Regions from separate parts of the Mus musculus genome. Here region 2 is linked to region 1. Evidence: chromatin contacts called from public Hi-C data. All regions are on one chromosome and are shown on one strand. The core of a region is the stretch at or near the end of the contact, and the rest is flanking DNA. Distances in the headings are between cores, read along the strand shown.

What was found. A called contact is a pair of places that touch in the nucleus more often than the background predicts.
Region 2: a contact with region 1 is called in a Hi-C map of muscle stem cells, with 2.0 times the contacts expected there. The contact joins the enhancer-like site here to the promoter of Adamts12 in region 1. A contact is called at or near these places in 3 of 484 Hi-C or Micro-C datasets (muscle stem cells, stem cell-derived neural stem cells and uterus), 1 of 115 datasets of contacts at active chromatin or transcription factors (stem cell-derived neural progenitor cells) and 1 of 9 other capture datasets (adipose tissue).

Annotation. Positions count from the first base shown.
Region 1 is chr15:11,062,796-11,068,273 of GRCm38.p6, forward strand. Adamts12 (a disintegrin-like and metallopeptidase (reprolysin type) with thrombospondin type 1 motif, 12) reads left to right here and starts at 1,978. Exons shown (of 24, transcript NM_175501.3): 1 at 1,978-2,362. The coding sequence starts at 2,236.
Region 2 is chr15:11,171,108-11,176,872 of GRCm38.p6, forward strand. The region is part of intron 3 of Adamts12 (a disintegrin-like and metallopeptidase (reprolysin type) with thrombospondin type 1 motif, 12); the gene reads left to right. Among named protein-coding and RNA genes, the nearest start is that of Adamts12, 110 kb to the left of the region's middle. Within about 2 kb of position 2,929, at least 19 of the 459 cell types and tissues checked have an H3K27ac peak or open chromatin away from gene starts, as enhancers often do. A contact at or near this core is called in muscle stem cells, where this site is marked.

The DNA.
Region 1 (5,478 bases), core at 728-3,227:
GTTAGTCAACTCCAGAGACGATCCCTGATGAGGGTGATGGGAAGTGTTCTTGGAAAGGCCGACGAGGGGGAAAATAGAAAAGAGACAGAGAAACATTACATGGGCAAGAGTCAACCAGCCATTGCTGGCTTCGAAGATGGGGAAGAAGAGCTGGGAGCTAGAGAATTCCAGGAGGTTGAAGCTGAAAGAGGCCAGAGAATAGATTTTAAGACAGCCAGAAAGGAATGCAGCTTCTTGATTTCAGCCCAGTGAATTCTGTTGCAGATCTTCAGAACTTAAGACAATAAATCTGTGTTGTTTTAAGACAGTAAGTTTGTAAATTTCCACTAGCAAAACACAGGAGCCAGTGTCCCTCAGAAAGTCTTGATAGCTATGTTTCCCAGTGTGGAGTCCTTTGGGCTTTCCATCTAGGGCCTTGCATTTTGGGTCCCTGGGGATGGTGTGGCTGCCCTGACCCAATGCAAGATCACCTAGTAGCCAGACATCTTGCTGAAGGTGTGTGATTGGCTGTCAGCCAAAGAGCCCTCCATACATGAGGCCAAATTCCTTCTGAATGGAATAAGGGCGGCGGGGGGGCTGGGGGGTGGGGGGTGTTTGTTTCAACCCAGAGGTAAAGAATTTTGGCTGGGTTATCCTGGATCATTCTCAAGATGCCTGGTAACTCCTGCTCTGTGACATTCTCTCAATGAGGAGAAAGTGAGTATCTGAATGGATACTCCAAACACACACACATACACACACACACACACACACACACACACACACACACCACACATACCACACACACATACACACCACACACACACACATACACACCACACACACATATACATACATACACACACACACACCACACACACACACCACACACACATACCACACACACATACACACACACATATACACACACACACCACACACACACCACACACACACATACACACATATACACACACACACCACACACATACACACACATACACACACACATACACACACACACACCACACACACACATACACACACACACATACACACACATACACACACACATACACACATACATACACATACACACCACACACACACATACACACACCACACACACATACATACACACACACCACACACATACACACACATACACACACACACACCACACACACACACATACACACCACACACACATACACACACACACTCATACACACACATATACACACACACACTCATACACACACACACACACACACACACACACACACACACACACACACACACACACTGCTGCAGCTGCCACTGCCTATGCTCAAGGCCTTCCCCTGTTGGGGCTGAAATCTTTCTGCATGTTGCTAGTGTGCTGCTGGTGGAGGTATTACAGAGAGAGGGTAGGATTTGAAAAGAAAGCAGGCACTGACCTATAGCCACAGAAGGCCTCTCAAGCATTTGATCCACGTACCCCTTCCTGCAGAGGAAGAGACTTGTCCAGGGTCAAGACAGCAGATTAGCTTGGATCATTTCCTGTGTGACTTGGCAAAGAGAAAAAAATTGCTTATTAGTTGTTAAGTGGAAATCTTAGCCTGCCCTGGAAGAAGAGCACAGAGGTTGCTAGAGGGTGGGGAGTCTTGACAGAATAGGGTACATTCAGGGTCTGGGAGGAGCTAAGAAGGATGCTGAGTAGGGTCCCCTCTGGCCCATAACTCACTATTTGTAAGTACATTTCATCCTGTGTAAAGGAGATGGGGGGGGGGGCGTGTTGTCCTAGGAGCCTCTGACGGCTCTTACTCTAGTTTCTTCCTGGCCAGCTGTCTAGGGTCTCCCCTATTTGGCCCGCATGCCCAGGCTCTGAGCCCGGAGGGAGGAGCTTGAGGGAGGAGGGCGTCCCCAAGGAAAATGTGTTAGCTGGCTGGAGGCCTGTCGGGTGGGGAAGCAGAGGGGTGGGGATCTGGGGTGGGCTGAGCCCCTTGGCTCTGACCCAGTCCATGCTCTGGCCCGCAGGAAGAAGAAGCTGTCAGCTCATTCACTCCCCTTTCAGGACAGGGAGAGAATAAAAGCTCTCTGGTCCCATCGGCTTCAAAAAGCCACTAGAGCCTCCTGGTCAGCTTGCGGGCCGCTCCCTTCCCATGCTTGGACCATGTTCTCGGGCGTCTTTCTGTGCGGACACAGGCGAGGACTGGATATCTGCAGCTGAGAGCTAAAACTTTTAAAACTTTTCTTCTCCCCAACAACTGAACCATGCCATGTGCTCGGGGGAGCTGGCTGGCCAAGCTCTCGATCGTGGCTCAGCTTATTAATTTTGGGGCTTTTTGCCACGGGAGACAAACTCAGCCCTGGCCGGTTCGCTTCCCAGACCCGAGGCAAGGTTAGTGGCTTTTCTTTATTTGTTTTTCTAACAGTGGAGTAGGACAGTGGAACTTGGTCTGTTCCCTTCCCCCACCAGGCAGGGCTGAACTCTAAGCCTTCTGGCCTGTCTAAGGAAAACTGCTGTGTGCTCAGGCTCGGATTTCCTTCTCTCCTAGGGCTTAAGGGTGCACACTCAGGGGTGACACCCTGCTTGGAAAGACCCAAGAGTACGCTCGCTCCCCGAGCCCCTCCCCTCCACTTTCCGCTTCCCCCCTTTGCAGACTGTGACATGGGAAATTATTTTTAATAAAGAGACCCAGCTGGTCACGGACAGTCATGGCAAATGTTTCCTTCATTTAAAACTTCATTTTAAGTCTGGAAGGTAGAAATTTTATTCTGGCCTCCTGCTGAGCACACTTGGCTGTGTTTTGGTTTCCTGGAAAGATTTAGGGTTTTGTTTTTTTCAAATGACATTCCTACTGGGGAGAAATTTGCCTCCTGGGGACTCCCGGTTGTCTGTCTTGCTTTGCAGAGTTCCAGGACAGCCAGGGCTACACAGAGAAACCCTGTCTCGAAAAAAAAAAAAAAAAAAGACTTTTCTCTGTCTAAATTTAGTGACGCATGCGTGTATTCTGAAAGAAAGCACTGGGAGACCGTGAAGATGGTTTATATTGGAATTCACTCCTCCTATTAGTATTGTTGTGGGGTCGTCATCATCTTCATCCGTAATGCCCAGGCCAAAGTGGTGCCGTTGCCTTTGTTTGTTTGTTTGTTTGAAATTGAACCTAGAAGAGTTTCATGTTCAGAGAGGACTACAACTTCAAGGTGTTGTCAGAGCAGGGGGGCTGGGAGGCTTGGAGAGATGGGGAGTGTATGAGCTCCGGGATGGCCTGCCAGCCCCTCCCACTACTGACAATGTCCTTCTGGGGTTCTGGTACTATGGCTACCATGCCTAGTTTACAAATGGGGACACTGGAACTTGGGGACCTTATGAGCTTAACTATGAAGCACATTCTTGAGCCAGGTATCCTACTTAAAATCATGCAGCCATAGAATGATAGCAATAGCAGGGATAATGTGCGCGCGCGCGCGCGCGCGCGCACACACACACACACACACACACACACACACACACACACTCACATGCATACACGCACTTGTCCACGTTTAAGGGATTGCTAGCAGTGTGTTTTGCCCACGCTGCAAAGTGAAATGCTGCCTAAGAATTCCTCTGCGGTGGCTTAGAGAGCAACCAGATGAAAATCCCTCTCTCCCTTTGCTTTACTTGGAAGCCAGAGTAGGCAAACACTGGGGTTAGATGTCAATCAGCCAGCACTTGTTTGTGTAAATGGTCCAGATACCATCTCAAGCCCCCAAGTTTAAAATAGCAGCTTTTGTTGTTCTTTGAAAAACAGTGCCTTTGTGAAAGGTCCCTGTTCTGGGGCAGCACAAACAAAGCCCACCAGCACTTCCCTGGGCATGCGGAGATGATTTCCTTCAAAGACACATTCTCCTGGGTGAGCTTTCCAGCTCTGCTTGCTTCGCATATTTGTAAGGGAAAATTCATCCTGGTGTACAGCAGACACTGCTGGGCCTGCCTTGTTGCTCTGGAAAGTGGGCTGTGACTCTTTTCCCTAGTGACCTTTGGGGGATATGCTGAGAGTAATTGATATTCAAAAGTAGCTTTAAAGTCCACTAAACTTATTAATCATGCAGATGTATTTCGATTTAAAAATGCCTTCAGTTTTTAAAAGCATTAATCTTTCCATCAGTCTTCATTAATACACTTACAAGTGGTTGATTCTTTAAGAGAAGAAGAAATTTCTCTGTGGATTTCCACTGAGGGGCAGGGGAGGGGAGGGAAGGGAGGGAAAGTGAGGAGAAGGGAGGGGAAGGAAGGGGAGAGCTAGAGAGGAGAGGAGAAAGAGGAGGGAAAAGGAGAAGGGAAGAGAGAGAAGAAAGAATAGGGGAGGGGAGGAGAGGGGAGGTAAGGGAAGAAGAGCTAGAGAGGAGGGGAGAAAGAGGAGGGGGAGGAGAAGAGAGGAGAGAAAAGGGGAGAAGAGAGGAGAGTAGAAATAGGACAGGACTGGAGGAGAGCCAGAGAGGTGAGGAATCATGGCAAGACATTCTAAAGCTTCCAGGGAGTAAACCTGGGTTGTACCCCAAGACCACCTTCTAATTCAAAACAGGAGTTTTGAATTGCACCCAACCTCTAAATATTCAGAGTTGCAAATTCAGAGATGATTCCCCCGCCCCATCCTTATTTTCACAAACCAGGTGCATTTACATGTACGTATTGAACAATCACAAAATTCAACTTAGCCAGGAGGCTAGAGGGATTCTTCGAGCAGCTCACAGTTGCAAAGGGGTCTGCACACTAGTTAACCTTGCATGATCTTTCTAGTTCTCAAGCTTGCACAGAATCATGACTTTAGTTCTGGGCTGGGCTTTGTAGTTCAGTCCTGGAGCACCTGCTGAGCATGTGTGAGACCCTGGGCTCCAGCGTCACAAAGGCATAAATGAATAAAGGTTTTGGTACCCAGAAAGAGTGTGATGACAATCCTAATCCTTTCCAGGACAGACAGCTAATTCTGCAGCACTCTTTTCCCACATCAGTCAGTGGGTGTAAGGATGTGTTGTGACTTCTCCAGTGTTTCTTGATTTACGACCAAATATCAACATAATAAGACTCTTGGTTTTGCAAACAACATGTTTCCTCTCTTACACAACCAACAAGGGCCCCCGGATTTAGTTTTATCCGTACGGATGCTTCCCGACATGTGATGTGGTCAGAAGTTGAAAATGCTGTTGTCTAAAATACCCCTTAACACACCCAACATGCGCCACATCATAGCTTAGCAGAGCTGTGCTGCTGTGCATGGGTGGTCACCCTTGAGATCATGTGGCTGACTGGCTTCTAGATCTCACTCCTTCTGCCAAGATCCACAAAAGTAGCACGCCCAATATATCTCACCCAAGAAAGGATCAGAATTCAAAGTTAATTGCCTTCGTAACATTATAGAGTGGGAAACCAGAAATAAGGCTCTGTTGATCAAAAGCCATCTATGCTGTCTTCAAGCCACCAGTCACTTCCGTGTTCTGTGTTGCTCTCTGTGATGTTGTGACATCTGTAGG
Region 2 (5,765 bases), core at 1,679-4,178, 110 kb after region 1:
TTTATAAATTTATGAATCTAGATAATAATCTTCTACTTATGTCTAGCTATCAAAGATTTTCTCCCATCCTGTGAGCTGCCTTTATACTCGACGAACTATTAAATTTGGTGTCCAGATGCTTTTTGGTTTTATGAGAACTCATTTGTCAGTTGTTGATCATGTTACTTTAAGATTTTTCTGCATGCATGATGAAAATGGCTGTGGATGTGTCATAGTTTGCCTCTATTATGTTGATGTATATTCCCTTCAATTCTGTTCTCACTAGGACTTTTATCACGAACGGATATTGTATTTTGTCAAAGACCTTTCCTGCATCTACTGAGATGATCATGTGATTTCTGTCTTTATTGCTATTGTTTATTTAATTGATGGATTTGCATCTGTTGAATCATTCCTACATCTGTGAGATAAAGTCAACTTGCACAGTGACCAACCTTTTTGCTATTCGCCTATTTTCAGTTCACTAGTAACTTGTTGAGAAATTTTGCACCTGTGTCCATCAGATATTGGTGTTCAGTTCTCTTTTTCTGTTGTATTTTAATTTGGCTTTGGTATAAGAGTGATGCTGGCTTTGTAAAAGGAGTTTGAGATAAACCAATAATTTTTAATGTTCCTGGTCGGGAAGATGAAGTAAAGCATCAGTTTCCAACATCATCAACCCGTATAGAACATGTAATTTATAGTGACAAGGATGGCCCTGGGGTGTTGCAGTACAGCACATGCTGGAGAAGAGGTTCCCTGTCCTTGGAACCATCTAGCACTCCAGTTGTATTTCATCATCTGTACTTGATATGGGATGACCTCCCTAATATCAGGAAGCTAAGATGATTAGATTGTTAGGTAAGTTTGTCTTTCAGAGGAGGGCTTTGGGTTGGGACTAGTTGAAATTAAGGCTGAAAATATCTAGAGCCTGAATTCTGCATGGTACTTGTTTTATACTGTCTTATAGAAAAGAGTGGATTTTACATTTTTAAATGGTCCCATTTTGGTTTGAATAGGAATGGCCTCCATAGGTTCATAGTTTTGAATACTTGCTCACTACAGAGTGGCAATACTTGACAGGAATTAGAAGATTTGGCTTTGTTGGAGGAGGTGTGGCCTTGTTGGAGAAAGTATGTCTTTGTTGGGTGGGCTTTGGGTTTTCAACTGCTCAAATCAGGCAAGTGTCTCTCTTTGCCTGCCATTCTGTATGGAGAACTCTCAGCTACCTCTCTCCTACCATGTCTGGCTGTGTGCTGCCATGGACTAAACCTTTGAACTTGTGAGCTAGTCCCAATTAAATGTTCATAGCAGCCTTATTTATAACAGCCAGAAGCTGGAGAGAACCCAGATGTCCTTCAACAGAGGAATGGATACAGAAAATGTGGTACATTTGCACAATGGAGTACTACTCAGCTATTAAAAACAATGACTTCAAGAAATTCTTAAGCAAATGGATGGAACTAGAAAATATCATCCTGATTCAGGTAAACCAGTCATAAAAGAACATACATGGTATGCATTCACTCATAAGTGGATATTAGCCCAAAAGCTCAGAATATCTAAGATACAATTCACAGACCATATGAAGCTCAAGAAGAGTGAAGACCAAAGCGTGGATGCTTCTATCCTTCTTAGAAGAGAGAACAAAATACTTGTGGGAGAAAATACAGAGACAAAATGCGGAGCAGAGACTAAAGGAAAGGCCATTTAGAGACTGTCCCACCTGGGGATCCATCCCCAGTCACCAAACCCAGACACTATTGTGGATACCAAGAAGTACTTGCAGAAAGGAGCCTGTTATAGCTGTCTCCTGAGAGGCTCTGCCAGAGCTGACAAATACAGAGGCAGATGTTCACAGTCAACCATTGGACTGAGCACAGGGTCCCCAATGGAGGAGTTAGAGAAAGGACTGAAGGAGCTGAAGGGGATTGCAACCCCATAGGAAGAACAACAATATCAACCAACAAGACCACCCCCCCCCTCCAGAGCTCCCAGGGACTAAAACACCAACCAAAGAGTACACATGGAGAGATCCATGGCTCCAGCCAAATATGTAGCAGAGGTTGGTCTTGTTGGGCATTAATGGGAGGCCCTTGGTCCTGTGAAGGCTTGATACCCCAGTGTAGGGGAATCTCAGGGTGGGGAGGCAGGAGTGGGTGAACACCCTCATAGAAGCTGGGGGAGGGGATAAGATAGGGAATTTCTGAGGGGGGAGACTGGGAAAGGGGATAGCATTTGAAATGTAAATAAAGAAAATATCCAATAAAAAATTTTACACAGTGTACTGGCTGGTTTTGTGTGTTAACTTGACAAAAGCTGGAGTTATCACAGAGAAAGGAGCTTCGTTGGGGAAGTGCCTCAATGAGATCCAGCTGTAAGGAATTTTCTCAATTAGTGATCAAGAGGGGAGGACCCATTGTGGGTGGTGCCATCCCTGGGCTGGTAGTCCTAGGTTCTATAAGAAAACAAGCTGAGTAAGCTAGGGGAAGCAAGCCAGTAAAGAACATCCCTCCATGGCTTCTGCATCAGCTCCTGCTCTCTGACCTGCTTGAGTTCCAGTCCTGACTTCCTTTGGTGATGAACAGCAATGTGGGAAGTGTAAGCTGAATAAACCCTTTCCTCCCCAACTTGCTTCTTGGTCATGATGTTTGTGCAAAAATAGAAACCCTGCCTAAGACATACAGGTTTGAGTTTTTATACAGGATTCAAAGTGCCACACATGCTTTAGTGCAATAAGTCAAATATGCAGGAAATGTTAATAGTGTGTAAACACTTTAAAATCTGTAACTATTATTCAAAAACTCAGGTAGCTGGGTCTCAATGCAGTTACAACAGACAGAAGCTGAACATTTCCTAGGTTGGCTAGCATGCGACTAGCACTGCTCTTCTGCACGGCTTGGGCTTCTGTCCTTAGCTGATATGATTCCCAAGAGTGGCTGTACAGAGCAGTGTCTTCTCCCCTGACCCAGACAGACAGCCTTTGTTCCAAAGCACTGGTGATGGCAGATGGATGGCCCTGTCTCTTGAGTCATTGAGAGGGTTTGCTTCACAGATTGCTAACAGCTGAGAACATGTCCTGTGAATACAGGCAGGACAGAAAGGAGGCCAACCACAGCCTTGGCTACTGGTGGGCCTCAGCTTGTTGGCATCTCCTTCCCTTTCGGCTCAGTTTGCTTCGGGTGCTAAGAACTGTGTGATGAGTGTGTCTCTGTATATGTACTGCTGTGTGGCATGTGATGTGTGTGTGCCTGTGCCTGTGCCTGTGCTGTGCCTGTGCTGTGCCTGTGCCTGTGCCTGTGCTCTGCCTGTGCCTGTGTGTGTGCGCGTGTGCGTGTGCCTGTGCCTGTGTGTGTGCCTGTGTGCCTGTGCCTGTGCTGTGCCTGTGCCTGTGCCTGTGCCTGTGCGTGTGTCTGTGCCTGTGCTGTGCCTGTGCCTGTTCGTGTGTGTGTGCCTGTGCTGTGCCTGTGCCTGTGCCTGTGCCTGCTCGTGTGTGTGTGCCTGTGCTGTGCCTGTGCTCTGCCTGTGCCTGTGTGTGTGCGCGTGTGTGTGTGCGTGTGCCTGTGCCTGTATGTGTGCCTGTGCTGTGCCTGTGCCTGTGCCTGTGCGTGTGTCTGTGCCTGTGCTGTGCCTGTGCTCTGCCTGTGCCTGTGTGTGTGCGCGTGTGCGTGTGCGTGTGCCTGTGCCTGTGTGTGTGCCTATGCCTGTGCCTGTGCCTGTGCTGTGCTGTGCCTGTGCCTGTTCGTGTGTATGTGCCTGTGCTCTGCCTGTGCTCTGCCTGTGCCTGTGCCTGTGCTCTGCCTGTGCCTGTGCCTGTGCTGTGCCTGTGCCTGTTCGTGTGTGTGTGCCCGTGCCCGTGCCCGTGCCCGTGCCCGTGCCCGTGCCCGTGCCTGTGTCTGTGTCGATATCTAGGCTTTAGTATCCTGGATCTGGGCATAAATCCCGAGTATGAATCATCAGCTCTGTTACCTCAGGTGAACAAATGCACATGGCCGTGGCTCAGTGCTTTTCTATGAAAGGGAGGAAATGAGAACGTTCAGTACAAGCCAACCTCAATCATTCATGCTCAGAGGTTCTGGATAACCCCTTGGCCTGGGTGATCGTGGCTGACAAAATGTCATTAGCAGCTGTTCTTGGGAACTCCCTCACAGGGATGTCAACTGCCAATACTGAAGCCAATGGACTTCCACAGTACAGAGCTACCTTGGATTTTGCCTGGAGTATAAGGTGCTACAGCCATACCCACTGGCTGAGTTGTGTCTATTTTAGGCTGATTGCCAGGGTTTTGTTTTGTTTTGTTTTGTTTGTTCGCTTGGTTGGCTGGTGTTTGGCTAGGTACTTATTAGGATGCAAATCCCTCTTTGTTCTTGTTTAGGATGCATAGCTACCCTGAGAAGACACTATTATTATCACTTTACGCTAAGAAAATTGAGGCTTTCAGAAGGTGAATAAATCACTCAAACTCACACTATTAAAAATGACCAAGGGTGAATCACTACACACTCTGTCCCAGACCACAACACTCTAGCGTTTTTCTTTCCTGGGGTGGGCCATCTTGTTTCATTACCACACATACCTTTCTGAGGCACTTGAGAAGGACCATGTCTAAGTAAATCTGAATGATCAGGGTTGTGGGGATGAGGCAGGAGAAACATCTGTGCTTTGTATGTGACCATGTCGTATCCACTTTACTGTGAAGGAAGAAAACGAGACATCAAGGAGAGGGGAAAAGAATTTGTTGATGTGAATAATGACAAATGTCCATTTATTGTATTGTGGCATTGAGCTGCATCTCTATAAATGACCTTCATGCCTCATAGTAATGTCCCAAGCCTTTAAATTATATACTTGTAATGATGCACACACACACACACACACACACACACACACACACAAATTAACTTGAAAGCTAGCCGGAGGCATTCACAGCTGAATGTGGACCGGACTGTGTATGCAGATTTCCCACCAGGGCTCTCAAACACTTGCTCACTCTGCCTGCCTTTTTACTAAGCTAAGAAGTTTTCGTTTTCTGAATAGTTTTAAGAAAAAATGCTTTTAGTGTATATTCCTATCACATTATATAAAGTAAGACTATACATGTTAATTTACCATATTAGTGGTTAGGGCAAAGGAGCAGGGTTCTAGAGGAAAGGTTAAGTTAGGCATTTAAGCTCTGTATTTTAACCAGATGATAAAGCAAATAGAACACGAGAAAAAGATTCAGAGGAGTCTGAGAAACAGACTCTGTGGTTCTTTCTTCCACCTACGTTTTCATCTAAACAGGAAATCTCTCTGTCTCAGTTTCTGTCTCTCTGTCTTTCTCTCATTTTCTGTCTCTGTCTGTCTCTCTGTCTCTCTGTCTCTTTCTCCCTGTTTCTCTCTCCCTATCTCTCATCTCTCTCTCTCTCCTCTCCTCTCTCTCTCTCTCTCTCTCTCTCACACACACACACACATACATACATGCACACGCACACACACAGGGACATGCACAGGGACACACACAAATACATGTAAGTGGCCTTATATGATATTCATACTTAGTATTATGGATAGGCTCTTTCTACAGCTTTGGGCAAACATTGTATATATTCCCTTTGTACACACATATTCTACTAGATCCAAAGCTGTCACTGAAAGGCTGCCCTCCTACCTTGGTATGGACAATAAAGGAGTTTTAAAAAGAAAACATCTTGGTGGAGAAATAAGCCCTGTGCTCCATGACTTCTGTTTGAAACTTCAAAATGGACCTTTTGCTCATAGGAAAAAAAATCTTTTTACAATATTTG